Regions from separate parts of the Anas platyrhynchos genome. Here region 1 is linked to region 2. The links are chromatin contacts, called in public Hi-C maps. All regions are on one chromosome and are shown on one strand. Each heading gives the region's core, a stretch centred on a gene start, on an enhancer-like site or on the middle of the called end of the contact. The rest is flanking DNA. Distances are from core to core; before and after follow the strand shown.

What was found. A called contact is a pair of places that touch in the nucleus more often than the background predicts.
Region 1: a Hi-C map of skeletal muscle shows a contact between it and region 2, with 3 times the contacts expected there. The contact joins the promoter of ZRANB2 here to the promoter of SRSF11 in region 2. A contact is called at or near these places in 2 of 8 Hi-C or Micro-C datasets (liver and skeletal muscle).

What each region holds. Positions count from the first base shown.
Region 1 is chr8:38,794,403-38,797,136 of IASCAAS_PekinDuck_T2T, reverse strand. It overlaps ZRANB2 (zinc finger RANBP2-type containing 2), which reads left to right and starts at 1,266. Exons shown (of 10, transcript XM_027462569.3): 1 at 1,266-1,423; 2 at 1,511-1,563; 3 at 1,680-1,788. The coding sequence starts at 1,368.
Region 2 is chr8:38,660,142-38,662,863 of IASCAAS_PekinDuck_T2T, reverse strand. SRSF11 (serine and arginine rich splicing factor 11) reads right to left here and starts at 1,351. Exons shown (of 13, transcript XM_027463613.3): 1 at 1,216-1,351; 2 at 912-1,049. The coding sequence starts at 1,039. LRRC40 (leucine rich repeat containing 40) reads left to right here and starts at 2,675. Exons shown (of 15, transcript XM_027462566.3): 1 at 2,675-2,722.

The DNA of each region.
Region 1 (2,734 bases), core at 17-2,516, 130 kb before region 2:
CCTGAGCAGCGGGGCAGTGTCAGCGGGCAGCGGAGGAGTCAGGCTCACAGGAGGTCTGCCAGGCAGAGAAGGACCTGGGAGTGATGGTGGACAGTCGGCTGAATATGAGCCAGCAGTGTGCTCAGGTGGCCAAGAAGGCCAACGGCATCCTGGCTTGTATCAGAAACACTGTGACCAGCAGGGCTAGGGAGGTGATCGTCCCCCTGTACTCGGCTCTGGTGAGGCCGCACCTCGAGTACTGTGTTCAGTTTTGGGCCCCTCGCTACAAGAAGGACATCGAGGTGCTCGAGCAAGTCCAGAAAAGGGCAACGAAGCTGGTGAGGGGTCTGGAGAACAAGACCTACGAGGAGCGGCTGAGGGAGCTGGGCTTGTTCAGCCTGGAGAAGAGGAGGCTCAGGGGCGACCTTATCGCTCTCTACAGATACCTTAAAGGAGGCTGTAGCGAGGTGGGGGTTGGCCTGTTCTCCCACGTGCCTGGTGACAGGACGAGGGGGAACGGGCTTAATTTGCGCCAGGGGAGTTTTAGGTTAGATGTTAGGAAGAGCTTCTTTACTGAAAGGGTTGTTAGGCACTGGAATGGGCTGCCCAGGGAGGTGGTGGAGTCACCATCCCTGGAAGTCTTTAAAAGACGTTTAGATGTAGAGCTTAGGGATATGGTTTAGTGGGGACTGTTAGTGTTAGGTTAGAGGTTGGACTCGATGATCTTGAGGTCTCTTCCAACCTAGAAATTCTGTGATTCTGTGATCCTGTGAGATATGTACTGCATGCTGTGGGTGCCCCGTGCCCCCTCCTGTCCCACAGGACGTGCACGCCAGCAATTCTGTGTTCAGCTCCCGTGCATTCAGCTTCCAGTGTTGGTCATGCATGGTGACAGTGACGCTCCTACTCATTTATTTATTTATTTACTTATGTATTTATTTACTTATGTGTTTATTTACTTGTTTATTTACTTATTTATTTATTTATTTACTCGTTTATTTGTTTGTTCGTTTGCCGGGGGCCGCTTTATCCCCACATTAACGCCTGACTCCCGCATCCCCCCTCTCTCCCCTCAGCGGGCCCCGCGCTCCCCGCCCGCCGCGCTCCCGCAGCGCCCCCCTCCGGCCCCGCTGTGCGCATGCGCCTTGCGCGGCCGCCAGCCCTCCGGCCGCCTGGGGGCGCTCCTCCCTCACCCCCCCCTCTCCCCTCCGCCGCGCTGAGGCGGCCGCGCCGCTGCCTGAGCGCAATCCCGCCCGGCGGCCGCACAGCTCACTGCGGGCTGCGGGCTGCAGGCGCCGCGGGGCAGCCCGCGCGGAGGAGGACCCCGGTCCTTCTTCCCCCCTCCTCACACACACACAGTCCTCCCGCGGCTCGGCGGCGGCCGCAAGATGTCGACCAAGAATTTCCGCGTGAGCGACGGGGACTGGATCTGCCCCGACAAGAAGTGAGCGGCGCCGGGGGGCGGCCGGGGGAGAGCGGGAGGGGGCGGAACGGCGGGGCCGGGCCCGTGTCACCGTCTGCTCCTCCGCAGGTGCGGGAACGTCAACTTCGCCAGGAGAACCAGCTGCAATCGCTGCGGGAGAGGTGAGCCCGGACCGGCCCCTCACGGCCCCCTCACGGCCCCTCACGGCCCCTCAGGGCCCGGTGCCGCCGGGACGCGCCCGCCACGGGGCGTTGTTGTTGCTGTTGTTGTGTTGCAGAGAAAACGACGGAAGCCAAGATGATGAAGGCCGGGGGCACGGAGATCGGCAAGACGCTGGCGGAGAAGAGCCGCGGCCTCTTCAGCGCCAACGACTGGCAGTGCAAAACGTACGGGGCCTGGGAACCGCACCCCGGGGGCCGGGAACCCACCCGCGGCCTGGGTGACCCCGCGGGGTGCAGCGCTGTGTGTAGCCCTGGCGGGGGGAAGGCAGCGGTGTGCTGAGCGCTGTCAGGGTACAGGCGGCTGTGCCCTGCGGGCAGCGTGCCCTTTTGGTTGGTGGGCGGCAGGTATTTGAGTAACGGGCCTGGGAAAAGGCTAAAAAATCAGGGCCAGAGCAGTAGAAGCTTGTGTTCCATGTCAGGTAAGCCAAGACACTTCCCAAATTAGGAACAAACAGATGGAAGTAGCAGCTTCACTGCAGTTTGGAAGTTCTTTTCCAATAGTCACTGAATACCTAACGAGTATAGTTTAGCACAGAGTTAAATAGCTGATATCGGAAGCCATCACTTGAGAATGTGAAGGTCTGCATTAGCAAAGGACTGCCTTCATGGAATACTTCAGGGGATTGGGGGTCTTCTTATAATTTGAGGGCTTTGAACCATTTGGGGTTTTGTTTGTTGACTCAGCTTTCTGAACTCTAACTGGTGAAACTTGGCTGGGTTTTCTTCCCAACTTGTGTTTTCTGCAACCCGAACCCAATTTTACCTCAATAAAGCCAGTGCCAGCAGTGAGCAAAAGCCCTTGCACACGTTGGTGCACCAGGCTGTATCAGGCTGTAAGAAAACAGGAGAGACCCGCATCTGTACGTCCGTTTGGCAGCTGTAGGGTGACTGAGCGTGCAGTTAGCACTGCTGCACGGTGCGTCCTGCGTGTGCCAGCAGGGTAACGGGGACAAGGGGCAGTCCGTGTGCGGGGGTAACCAACACTCCCAGCACTCACCTGTTCTGGCAGCGCTCGGCGCTGTTCAGTCTCCCAGTCCTGCAGCCTGGGACCAGCAGGGTGTCACTGAGGGAGTCCGCTCGATGGCACATCCCAGGGCTGCTGCTGCCCCTC
Region 2 (2,722 bases), core at 102-2,601:
GCTTCTGAGCCAGGTCTCGCGGGGCCACCACTTCACAGCACACTGGTGCAGAGGAGGTAACTCATGAACACACAGCCAGCCTCAGCTGTGCCAAAAAGAGAGCTGCTGGGATGAGCTTTTTTTTTCCCCCCCTCAGAACACTTCATTCTGAAACCACAGAAGCCATCTTCTGACACCTTAGTTAATGTGTATCTAAAACAGTACAAAGTTTCAGAAGCAGAGCTCACCTATAGTAACCTCTCTTGAAACCTGGACAAAACATTAAAGTATCGAGCAGCACCTCAAATAACCGCATTTTTTTTTTAATGCAGTTCACTCGGTTGGCTGCTGAGCACCGCTGCTGTGCCGCTGCAGTACGGCTGTCCCGGCCCTCGCACAGCAGCGCTCAGGCCTGGCAGTGTCCCACACCCAGCTACGAACACATCCCCCTTCCTTCCGCGCCTAATTCCCGACATGAAGTCACCGCTGGCCAACTCAAAGGAACTGCACGGAGCCCCAGAAAACCGATCCTCAGCGTGATCTGTGACCGGCTGGCGGGACGGACAAGCACCCCTGGCTTTGGGCTAGCAGCGATTGAAGGCTGAGTGATAAAAAAACTCACACTGCGATGCCTTTTTCCCTGAAAATGGCACCAATCAGGCTTGTGGATCAGCCCCCAGCCGCCCGCTTTGTGCACAACTTTTACCAGGGAACCACGCTGCTGTCCTTAACACCAGCTGGGGACCAGGCCCCCAGCAGCCTCCTGCAGCCCCGCTGCCTGCCCAGCACGGGCGGCTCCGCCGGGAAAGAGGCCGCGAAGGCCCCCCCAGGCCCCACACCCGCGGCTCGGGGCCGTGCCGAGCCGTGCCGGGCGCCATGGCGGCGGGAGGCGTGCCGGGAGGGGGGGAGGGGAGGCGGCCGGGCCGACTCACTCCGGGGGGAAGAGGCGCAGCTCCTCGATCTTTCCCAGGAAGCCGAAGAGCGTCCGCATCTGCTCGGAGCTGGCGCTGGGGGACACGTTGGTCACCTGGATCACGTCGGTGCCGCTGCTGGAGGCCATCGCGCCGCCGCTGCGAACACACGGGGAGAGGGGGGTCAGCGGCCGAGGGCCGGGCGGCTCCTCCAGCTCCGGGCGGCTCCGGGAAGCCCTCAGCGGCCCCCCCCGCCCGGCCGGGCCCCGTCAGGGCCGCTCCCGGCCCCCGCCGCCCCCACCGCGCCGCGCGGCGCCTCACTCACCCGCCCGCCGGGCCGCAGTATCCCACAATCCCCCGCCGCCGCCCACCGCGCAGGCGCAGCGCGCGCGCGCCCCGCCGCCGCACGCAGCCCCGCGGCCCGCACCGAGCCGCCGCCGCCGCCGCCGCCGCTGCTGCCACTGCGCGTGCGCGCGCGCCCCCTCCCGCCTTCGGCCGGGGACGCGCGGGGAGGGGGGGGGCGGCGCCTGCGCAGTGGGGCTGGGGGGGGGGAGGCTGCGGCGCCTCAGTGCGTGCGCGCCGCGGGTGTGGCGCATGCGCAGTGCTCTGTTGGTTCCTGAGGGACCAAAAGTGGTTGTAAAATAATCCCAGAATCACAGAATTTCTAGGTTGGAAGAGACCTCAAGATCATCGAGTCCAACCTCTGACCTAACGCTAACAGTCCCCACTAAACCATATCCCTAAGCTCTACATCTAAACGTCTTTTAAAGACCTCCAGGGATGGTGGCTCCACCACCTCCCTGGGCAGCCCGTTCCAATGTGAACGTTAACGTGCATCAAGGTGTTTGTAGCGTTAATCGGTGCGGGAACGCCGCCCCTCCCAGCCCCTGTCATGGCTTCTGGGGGAGCCACCTCGGCTTGCTTCACCCCCACGCTTGCAGGTGTCTGCCTCCAAGTTTAACCTGAGCGCCTCACACACAACTGGCAGGTGCCAGCGCTTTATATAAAGGCCGGGTTGAAATATCCAGAGTTTTCCTATGGGGTGGTGCCCGGTGACTCCCAGTGTGAGAGGAAAAATGAGAACTGAAAAGGGGTTAAAACCAAAAGGGCCAAGTCCTTGGTCACAGCCCAGAGCACAACGTATGGTGGGGGCTCGAATCAGCGACCCGCTCACCACGGTGCTATTTAGCCCTTAACGAACTACTTCTACATTCAATGGGACTTAGATTGTAGATTAAAAAAATAAAAGTGAAAAGGTTGTGTTTGGAACGCCAGGTGCTTGAAAACTCAAATGGCTGTAAGTTTTTAATGACTGAGGGAGAAGCGTGTTTCTTTATTTGCTTCTTAGAGGCTCTGCCGGCTGGGTCAGACACCAACTGCACCCAGGAGCCGAAGCCAGGGCTGGTCACCAGCAATGGCAGGTGTTGGTGGGCAGCCAGCACTAATCAGGTGGGAGTCACAGAATCACTGAATATCCCGAGTTGGAAGGGACCCATAAGGATCATCAACTCCAACTCCTGGAGTATTTTCACTTAGTTTGCCAACACTGGGTGACAAGGAAACAAGTTGAAGTAAAAGTGCCTTTTTGTGTAGCTACTTGACATGTATATTTACAGCGCTTTCCAGGTTATTTGGTCTGCATTCACTCCTGCGACAGAGGTGAAGACCTTAAATAAAAAGGGGGAGAGGAAGGAAGTGAAATCTGAGCCACACAGCGTCCAGCTGCAGCTGGCTTGTTTCTCCATCTCCTTTTGTAGGAATTTTGTACCCTCCGTTCTGCTGCCAGCACACAGCTCCCGGCCTGTTTTCCCTCCCCACATGCCCGGCTTTGT